2 separate regions of the Mus musculus genome follow, and region 2 is linked to region 1. The links are chromatin contacts, called in public Hi-C maps. All regions are on one chromosome and are shown on one strand. Each heading gives the region's core, a stretch centred on a gene start, on an enhancer-like site or on the middle of the called end of the contact. The rest is flanking DNA. Distances are from core to core; before and after follow the strand shown.

What was found. A called contact is a pair of places that touch in the nucleus more often than the background predicts.
Region 2: a contact with region 1 is called in a Hi-C map of liver, with 2.5 times the contacts expected there. The contact joins two enhancer-like sites. A contact is called at or near these places in 2 of 39 promoter capture datasets (hematopoietic stem and progenitor cells and macrophages), 1 of 484 Hi-C or Micro-C datasets (liver), 2 of 115 datasets of contacts at active chromatin or transcription factors (both in embryonic stem cells) and 3 of 9 other capture datasets (adipose tissue, liver and pancreatic islet).

The regions. Positions count from the first base shown.
Region 1 is chr1:59,380,801-59,386,061 of GRCm38.p6, reverse strand. No RefSeq gene overlaps it. Among named protein-coding and RNA genes, the nearest start is that of Gm51625, 15 kb to the right of the region's middle. Within about 2 kb of position 2,866, at least 16 of the 459 cell types and tissues checked have an H3K27ac peak or open chromatin away from gene starts, as enhancers often do. A contact at or near this core is called in liver, where this site is marked.
Region 2 is chr1:59,501,068-59,506,328 of GRCm38.p6, reverse strand. No RefSeq gene overlaps it. Among named protein-coding and RNA genes, the nearest start is that of Gm973, 21 kb to the left of the region's middle. Within about 2 kb of position 2,493, at least 15 of the 459 cell types and tissues checked have an H3K27ac peak or open chromatin away from gene starts, as enhancers often do. A contact at or near this core is called in liver, where this site is marked.

The DNA of each region.
Region 1 (5,261 bases), core at 1,617-4,116:
ATCTTATAACTATAAGGGAGAGAAGTCCAGCGTGCACTCAGATACATGCAAACCCATCACCTACCAGAAAGGTCTCTGACGCTTCCAGCTGAGAGTAAGCCAGCAGCTCCACGTGTAGACAAAAGTTAGGACTTGGGCCAGTGAGAGGGCTCGCAGGAAAAAGCACTCGCCATGCCAGCAGTCTCAGGACTGGAGTCTGAGTCCTGGAACCAATTGTGAAAAGTCAAAACAAACTCTCTGAAAGCTGTCCTCTGACTTCACACAGAAGCATCAGGAGGCTGAAGCAGGAGACTCCAGAGTTCAAGGCTGGCCTAAACAACATAGATAATACAATGAGATCTTGTTTCATTAAACCAAACCAAACCAAATCAAACCAAACAAAACAAAACTCGTTCTAAAGAAAGCATCAAGGTCTTGATTCACAAAACCTGAAATGGAGAGTCAGTTACTTTTCAAATGTCTCTGTGGCTCAGTAGAGCTGGGTTTGCACTGAGGAGGCCATGAGCTCTTCCTTGAATTTGAATGACCTGTTCTGAGGTGTCAGGGTTAGAGGAATCAGCAATTATGAGCTTACGAGATAATGACATGTGTGTTTAGTGTGATTGGCAAATTATACCATAGGGAAAAAAATTTTTTTTTAAGATTCAGAGTGAACTCTTTTCCCATATAAACTTACTGCCTCAGGAAAACTGTGGTTAAAATTATAAATTATGAGGAAACGTCAAATTTGCCCTAGAGAGCCAAAATAGAAATACAAGAAGCATTGTTGAAACCATCCCAAATTGGAAGCAGTGGTTATTCAATTAAAAATAAGTTAGTTACACTTTGTGTTTATATATTTTCCCTTAGCTAGAGGCTTAAAGAGAGCCCCACTACCCCTGGTCTTCAACCTCACCTACTCAGTGCCCCACCCTGGCTAACTCTGCAGTGAATTATTTTGTCAGTTGTTTTGTTTTTGAAACGTGGTCTCATTCTATAGCCCAGGCTCTTGATGATTCTCTATGCTTCACTTTCTGCATGCTGGGATTATATTGGGAGCGACCACACCCAGCACATAGCAGCTGATCTTTTCCCTACAAATCTCTGAAGACACAGCCTCCTCTTATGTGAGCCTACTTTATCCTCCCAGCTTACATGATCAGAAAGTCCCTTCTAGTGTCTATTTAAAATTTTCTTGTTATGATCTAAATTTATTTATTGTATATGTGTATACATCATATATATGTATATATACACATATATGTGTATATGTATATATATATATATATATATATATATATATATATATATATATATACACACACACACATATATGTATATATGGTATGATGGATATATGGAAGTTTGAGAGAAACTCTGTGGATCTGATTCCCTCCTGTCCCTTATATATGGGTGCCAAGGATCTAAAACAAATGTCCAGGCTTGTAAAACCTGTTGATGCCAATCTTCCTGCTATGACTAACCCGTGATCTTTTGCTCTGTTTTAGAGAAATGGCAGGTGCAGTTAGCTCTTCATAGGCATAGAGAGACTAGCCAGGTCAACCCCTGACCTCTTCCCTATAGATACAGGCAGGCATTCTTATGCCATACAGTTTCCATCTGGGGAGGGAGTGGCCGATAGACCCACACCAGAATGCAGAGTCATCGCTGGAATGCAGTGTTCTCTCTGTGGATTCTACTAGTTGCTGCAATTCACTGTGCCATCTGGGAGCAGAAAAAGTGATTTTTAAATTTAATTTTATTATTTTTATTTTATTTTTGAGACAGGGTTTCTCTGTGTAGCCCTGGCTGTCTTGGAACTCACTTTGTAGACCAGGCTGGCCTTGAACTCAGAAATCCGCTTGCCTCTGCCTCCCGAGTGCTGGGATTAAAGGCGTGTGCCACCACCACCTGGCCTATTTTATTTTTTTTTAATTCATCATCCAGGAAGTACAGGATCTGCAGGAAGAAGAGGTGCCCACCAGGAAGAACAAGATGGGTCTCCCACACTCCATGCTGGCCTGGCACCTTGGGCATCTCACTGGACCCTCCTGAGTGTCAAGTGTCCTCCTTTTTGTAAGGGTAGGACCATCTCACAGAGCCTCACGGGATGATCAAACAAGATGTAGGTTTGGTGCTGTGGTAGAACACTTAAATCTATCATGCATGAGGCCCTGGCTTTGACCCTCAGCACCAAAAAGGTGGGGGAGGAGGTAAGGTTAAGAGATAAAATGGCTGACTCTTGCTGGATGAGAAATGGGATTAAGTCTAGGATAGAGCCACTCTTAGCCCCCTATTACGTATGGGTTTAAAGAATGCTATGTTTCCTAACCTCGTTACCTTTCCTTTACATCAATCATGCCACGGTAGCTTCAATGTATGTGAAAGAATGAGGTGATTTCCTACTAAGCTACTGCAAGACTTCAGAGTACTACGTGCAAGTTCCAGGAGGCAGTGTTCTGGGCTAAGCTCCTGTGCAAGCTGTGCTAGGCCCCAAAGACCAAGGTAACGCATCAGAACTGTCATGCTGAAGTCCTGTGCCACCAGGATGAAACTGAGCCACTTCTTTCTCCTTTGAGAAATCAGGATTAGGAGATAACAGCTGGATTTCCTAAGTGGGACCAGTTTCAACTGGCACAATAGTCAGATTCCCTCTGCCTTAATCCTACAGCTAACCTCAGGTAACCTGCTTGACGGAGCAGTTTCCTATTGTTCTGTCTCCCTGCCCTGCCTTACAAGGCAAGGAACTTTGAAATGACCAATCTGTTCCTCATGTTCAGCCGCTCCTGCCTTCAGCCTTTTTCTGTCTGGAGAGCCAGCCTCCTCTGCTTGGCTCAGGAAACACATTCTGGTTTATGGTAGGAAGTGTTGCTCAATGCTAGACTAAGAAATAAAGCCAATTAAGACCTTTAAACTGGGCTCTTGTAATTTGGTCCTTTGGCAGCCCCTGCTGCACTGATGCCCGTGGAGGAAAGCCAGTCAACAGAAGATGTCCATCAACACGGGCGTTTTCCCCTCTGGGGTGGGTAAACCCATGATAACAGTTTCCGTATAATCATAGGCACACTAGGGGATTCCCTCTGAGATAGCAGGGCCCTGGGGCGAAGGATGGGGAGGAAGGGGTGTTTATAGGGGATCAATCCAACATCTTCATGGGGGCACTGGGCAAAAGGGACACTGGACAGACGGAGCGAGAACTTGAAACTTGAGTTGCCATTTGTTAGCCTTTGGGTTACCTCTGTTGAACCCCCTCTCTTCTCTCTTCCTGAAAACAAGGCACAAAGAGCAGAGACTACTCACAGCTGACTCTGAGGACAGAGTAACAGGCTGTTCATCTCTACAAACCAGGAAGGGAGGCAGGAGCTGGACAATATTGTGACTTTGATCTCTGTCACGTGTCCCTGGACCCAGGGCCAGCAGAGAGAGCTGTAAACCTAGTTAATTTGCTGAGGACACCAGTATGTCTGCCATGTCTCAGGAGCTATGTGTGGAAGATATCATTCATGAAGGGTTATCAGATAATGTAACAACAGCTTTCACTCTGGATCCCTTGCTAGGGACCCAGTACTGGGCTAACGGCCTGTTTTCCTTATTTGTTAATGTGAACCACCAGCCTTCACATTAACCTGATAAGGTGATATTATTCCAACACCAACTATTATTATTTTTATGAGGAAAGGAGGCCAGGGAAGTCAAATAGGAGTCCAAGATCACACAGCAGTGCAGGGCAGAGCTAAGACTCAACCAAAGCTGGAAGACCCCAGGGCCCAAGTTCATGCTTTTTGCTCCCACGTACGGCATCCTAAAACCTTCATCAAGGAATCCTAGTTTAAACAGGAGACAGCCAGATCTCCAGCACTTCCAGCTCAGTTCACAGAGATGACTAGCAGACTGGAAAGCCAGGATTTTCACTGGGAGGGCTTGTAGATCTCAAATGAGAAGCGGCCATCTTTGCATGTAATAGTAACCCAAAGCACCAGGTCCTCATTTGTGGCATTAATGCTTGTAACACAAATCACAATATTTCTTGCTTTCTTTTTTTTCCTTTTGTGTTGTTGTTTGCTTGGTTTGGCTTGGCTTGGCTTGGCTTGGCTTGGCTTGGCTTGGCTTGGCTTGGCTTGGCTTGGCTTGGTTTGGTTTGGTTTGGTTGAGACAGGGTTTCTCTGTGTAGCCCTGGCTGTCCTGAAGTCTGTAGACCAGCCTAGCCTCGAACTCAGAGCTCTGTCTGCCTCTGCCCCGGAGTATTAGGATTAAAGGTACACATCACCACAACCCGACTTAGAAGTCATAATATCTCAGCAACACTAATTAGTGGGTACAGATGCCAGAAGCAGCCGACTCCATGTCAAAAGGCCTCTGGTCCTCCCAGGCACCGGGCCACTCCCTCCCTGTGCTTGCCCACTTGCCAGCAGCAGAACTATTGTGACACAAACCTCTTCAAACTCAAAGAGCTCCTAATCAGCTCGCACCCTGAGAAGAAGGGGAAGGAAGACAACAGGAATGCTAGCAGGGGCAGTGCAATAGAATAGCTCACCCAGAGGGACTTTACTCCGCAGTGACTTTACTCCACTGGCCTACCCCTACCTTCCCCAAAGAGAAGGTATAGACCAGTAAGAGGGGAGTTGAAGGTGGGACTGGACAGAGACAAGCACTTTGGAGGTCCAGGCATCTATTTTTAAACTCTGAGGTCTCAACCCAGCCTTGATTTGATGTCACACATTCATTTAGCGCTCAGCCATCCAGCAAGTGTGACTTCCTCGGTCCCCAGGAAGTAGAGGGACTGCTGCTTTCTCTTGAGGCCTCCAGAACCAGAAGGCCAACATTGTGGGTGTGCCGTTTCACACCCGAGGCGTCTACCATAAGGGGACCAAGGGGCAGACGGGAAGGAAAACATCCCCTGATCCGCAGGGGTTGCCTCCTGCTCCGTGGGAGGCTTGGGTACCAGCCAGGGTGGAGGCCAGAGCCAGGGGAGAGATGGGTGTTACTGAGTGGCGGGAGCCAAGAACAAACGTGGGTGAAGTGGAAGAGGCCTAATTTGGTAAGAGCTGTGTCATAACTGTCTCTTCAGCCACTGGGCAAGATGACTGACTGCCTATGCACTCGTAATTTCAAGATCTGTACAGATCCATATTATCAACCCCAGCAGGTTCAAGCAGGACTTTCATTATTGGCATTGTTTTGCCTCACTGCTAAGATTCTTGGTCTTTAAGTCATTACTTTCATTAAAAAAATTTTTTTTTTGTAGCTACTCAGTAAAACCCAAGATGTATGTATGTACGCTA
Region 2 (5,261 bases), core at 1,244-3,743, 120 kb before region 1:
AGCATCGTGCTCAACAGTGAGCCACTCCAGAGAAGAGTGAAGGGGAACTTGCATTAAAAGAGTGCTTCTGTTTTTCTCTTCCAGTAAGGACACAGAACAGGCTCTCCAAGCTGGTGTGAGATCCAAGCCCGAGTCGGGTCAAAACTTTAACCTGTGCTCCCCTTTCTTGCCTCACGGTCTTAGCTTAGTGGTTCTTTAGGACTCTTCCCCACAGAGGTTGCAGGTTAATAATGTCATGGAGAGGAGGGCATGACAGTCCACAGAAAACCAAGGGTCCTCTACACCTCCACGTAGGAAAGTGAGGCCTGAACGTGGCTGAACTTGTGACAGTTGGCTTGGTTTTGCAAAGCGAGAGAATAGTTCTTGTGTTTAAAAGATGGTTCCTGGCACACAGCTTTTACATTCTCTTTACTGGCTCTAGATATGGTGACAGGCACTACCTGGTGGACTGAAAACAGACAGACAGACAGACAGACAGACAGACAGACAGACAGAAACCCAAAAGGAATACAGTCATGAGTAGAGGGAAAGAGAACCCTGCCTGAAGTCCTCAAAATTCAGGGACAATGAAAGGATCATGGATAATATTTACCTCAGTTCCAAATGGCCAGGGTGGTACCACATGGAGTTGATCGAATTCCATATCTCCTCCCCAGCACCCAACCCCCAGCAAAGGCTGAAAAAAAGATTCATCTCCTAGCTTGGGGAGAGACACTGAGCATGTTCATGTGTCACAGCAGTGATCACAGATCTTATTCTTACCTCTAGGAGGAAGGCAAAGGGCTGTCATTCTTGTCTGTTATTTCCCTCATGTTCCTCAGTGCTCCACTAAATGCCAACACAACTTCATCTTCCCAGATGCATCTCTGCCCCAATAGAGAGTGAGCCCTGTAGTCCCCATGGCCAAGTAATGATCTACACTAATCACATATGAGTCACTCATCTTAGACAGCCCTGGTCCACTGTCGGTGCTCAGTGCATGTTCTATGAAAAGAAGGGAGGGAGAGAAAGAGGAAGGAAGGGAAGGAAAGAGGGAGGGAAAAGGAGGGAAGGAAGGGAGGGAGGGAAGGAAGGAAAGAAAGAGGAAGGCAGGGAGGGAAAGAGGGAAGGAGGGGAGGAGGGGAGAGAAAGGGAGGAAGGAGAGGGAGGATTCCATATGTTAAGATTCAGCAATCTCTTTGAAAGGTCGTTAAGCTAACTGAAAGGTATGGTCAATTAAATTTGGTAAAACATAGCGCCGGGTGTGGTGGCACACACCTTTAATCCCAGCACTTGGGAGGCAGAGGCAGGCAGATTTCTGAGTTCAAGGCCAGCCTGGTCTACAAAGTGAGTTCCAGGATAGCCAGGGCTACACAGAGAAACCCTGTCTCGAAAAACAAACAAACAAACAAAAACCCAAAAACAAAACAAAACAAAACAAAACAAAAACATAGGTTGACCAAATACAGAGCACCAGGGAACATACTCTTTATAGGAGTGCATAATTGTTGGCAAATTATTTTTTCTTTGTAACAGAGTTCTTTAAGTGTTTGAGTTAAGATTCTGTATCTGCTTCCTATTGACAGCAATTACCAATTACTGCTGACAGTTTATGTTCCTTGACGTTCATTATGTCTCTGTTAATTCTGACAATGAAAAAAGAAGTCCTGATACACACACACACACACACACACACACACACACACACACATTAATTCATTTATTCATGTATCCATTTATTTGTTTGTTTGTTTGTTTGTTTAAGAATTGGTTTCACTATGTAGCCCTGCCTGACCTGGACTCACTATGTGGACCAGGTTGACTTCACCTGTCTCTGCCTCCCAAGGGATTAAAGGTCGATGCCACCATACCCAGTCCTACCTTGAGATTTTTAAGAACAAAACCAAATTCCCGTAGAAGTCAAGTAATTGCTTTTCACCTCTTCTCTGAGGGTGGTTAAAGGTGTTCTTTAAAACATTTTGGTTTAGGTGCAATGTACCAGTGCTAAAAACATTTTTTTTTTTAAATCCTGATATCAATGTCCCTGCAATTGGTGCTTTTGTGTTTTCTTCTTTTTTTCAAAGTAGCGTAGGACAGGTGAAAGGGGAAGCCTATATAATCATTCCTCAGAGGTAAGAAAAGCAAATGTTTGGAGCACCAAACATGGATGGGGATTTATTTTCCTGGTAATTCGTACTGAAGTTACACATCATAAGGGAAGGCTCCCTAAGGTGCCTAGTTCAATATGTGTGCACAGTGAAACTCAGGACTGTTAGCAAAGGTGCACCATCAAATGCAGCCGAATGAGCTGTTTGTGTAGCTGGGGGTGGGGTGTAGGGGAGGAGGACGCTAGAAGCCACTCTCAAGTTTCCCACACTAGCCAGCAGGAGACCTCCCAAACTCTCCCCTTAGAGAAAGAACCCAGTTTGGCTAAAGTGCTAAGTCAGGAGACTCTCACCTCTGTGGCTGGCCTGCTGTGGGCCTGGCTGACGTCTGATAGTGTCTAATAACATCCCTTGTTTACATAGGCACCCGTTCCTAGGGTAAAGTTCTCCACTGCCATCAGCTCATTAACCTGCCCCCTGGCTCCCAAAGCCACCACACTTTCTGAGTCTGCAAGGGGGGAGAAGCAGGGAATGAGAAAAATAGTCAGGCTAAGTGTGGAATTCAGGCCTCTAAGTGTCTCGCTTGGAGTGGACACCAGGACCTGCTCCAGGTGACTCGGAGTGGCCTCCTTTCTTTTCTTTTGTTTTTCTTTAGAATTTTTTAATTCTATTCTTTTGGACTTATTATTTTTAATTTTAATTGTGAGTATGTGTGTGTCTGCCACAAGTGTGTGTGTGGCTGTAGGGTCAGAAGAGGAAGTTGGAGTCCCTGGAGCTGGAGTTATGAGCAGTTATGAGCCAGCATGGGTGCTGGGAGCTGAACTCTGGTCCTCTGGAAGAACAGGAAGTGCTCTTCACCCCTGGGCTGTCTCTCCAGCCCCTTGGAGCAGACTCATTTCCAACAGAGAAACAATTCTGTTTCTTTTCTGGTGTGTCCAGAGATGAAAGACCCTTAGCATTCCAGTTTGGGAGCTAGAAGGATAGTGTCTACAATCTTGTGTTTACACACACATACACACACAGGACTCCACTTGCACTTTCTCCCTGGGGACTGAATCCATATTTGCCATCAGATTTTCTCCTCTTTTTCCCCTCTCCCCCTCCCCCCTCCCTCTTCTCTTTCTCCTTCTCCCTCCCCACTCCTTTTCTTTTATCTTTTTGGTTTTTCAAGTTAGGGTTTCTCTGTGTGACCCTGGCTGTCCTGGAACTCACTCCGTAGATCAGGCTGGTCTGGAACTCATGAGATCTGCCTGCCTCTGCCTCCTGAGTGCTGGGATTACAGGTGTGTGCCACCACCACCCTGCCATCAGATTTCCAGAAGCACCTGTGATTTCTGGCAAGGAACCCCTGAGGTTTTTGTCTTTGTATTTTTTTCCCTTTGGCTCTGGTGAGAGACTAGCCAGGCAGCCTGTAGCTCACTCACAGTTACCACAATATGAGTTGACTATCTGCTTGGCTCTAGTCTAGTTAGGAGGTTGAAGAGTGGGAGAGAAATTGATTTTGGTTGATAGTTTATAGATACTATTTCTAGGAGTTAATATTGATTTAGTTCTAAATAATTTACCTCAGGCAATCATTATATTCCCTTATTTTTAAAAGCATTTCTCTGAGAAGCATTTGCTGAGTTCATTGCTTCCCTGGGGCTGCTGTAGCAAAGGCTCACAAAGGTTAAAGGTCACAGCAAGGGGAGGCTACATCAAGATATCAACAAGACCAAGCTCTCTTGGGAAACCAGCTCCCTACCGTTCTCTCAGCTGCTGGTGATGCCCCAACCTATGACTGTCACCACACGGGTCTCTGCAGCTTTCTTCTCTGCTTCTTGGAAGGCTGATACACTGGATAGGACTGTTGTAGAAAGAATTTAATCCCAATCCAGGGTTTCTACCACCTTTGAGAATTCAGTTCCCTGATCAGTCTCTTCCTCCTCATCTTCTCCCTCCCCTCGTGGTCTACCCCCAGGCCAGGAACACCAAGACTGCTGATTGGTGTGCTGTTTGGTTCGGTTTTGGGGGTGCCGCTGTGTCTTAATTTACACTATGAACCTTACAATCATGTGCACCAAATCAGCACATATTTTTGCCCTAGTCCCGAACCCCGTGTGACTTGGGGGAAAACCAACTTTGTTAAGAAGCCAATTCTCCCCACCTTCATAGTCTTAAAGGGACAATGTGTGTTTTTCACTTGGGAATCTGAAATTAATTTTTTTTTTAAAGTGAGTTTTTGCCACCCTTTAAGGCACCGATGTGTTACAGAAATTATTTAATCTCAATCTGGGGTTTCTACCCCACCTTTGATCATTCAGTTACTGGATAAAAGACAAACAACTTTTATTATTTACAATAAGCCTTAAACAGCACAAGAGCTAGGCAGCTGCCTACCCTCTATACTATTAGAATCTACTTTTCTATTAATAACCCCGAGTTATTACCATGTTTCATCTGGGCTGGTCTTAATTCGGATTGGCCAGCTCTCAGGGCCATGCTTTTTTTGACTCCTAACTTATGGTGTCTTTCTCTTCTACTAATAAATAACATGCCCTATAAACAATTAAGAAATTATTATGAAAATTATGAAGTAAAAGTTACATTTAAAAATCCGGTCTGGAGCTGGAGAGATGGCTCAGTGGTTAAGAGCACTGACTGCTCTTCCGGAGGTTCTGAGTTCAAACCCCAGCAACCACATCATGGTAGCTCACAACCATCTGTAATGAGATCAGATGCCTTCTTCTAGTGTGTCTGAAGACAGCTACAGTGTACTTACATATAATAAATAAATAAATCTTTAAAAAGTCCAGTCTGTTTATATTTGGCAACTCAGGAGAAAATATTCTATTATTTCTCCTATCCTGGTGAGTTCAAGTTCTACATCTAAATTGATTTCTATCCTAACTTGTATTATGCTACTTAAATTACCTTCTTAGACCCAGAACATCCTTTTAAATCCTAAACAACTTAAGCTTATAGTAAGACTATGACTATTTAGTCTTCAACACCATCAGAGGCCCGAGGAGGAAATAAATATTACCTGAGCCCCTCTGTTTCAGGATAATCTTGTTTTAACTAATTGTACCTGTTGCATTCCCTTCTCCAAAAGAGGGGACACTCTATGGCTCTAGCAGGCACACACATTTGGGGACATTATTCAGCTCGGAACACTGAGCATCACTGTTTACAGGAC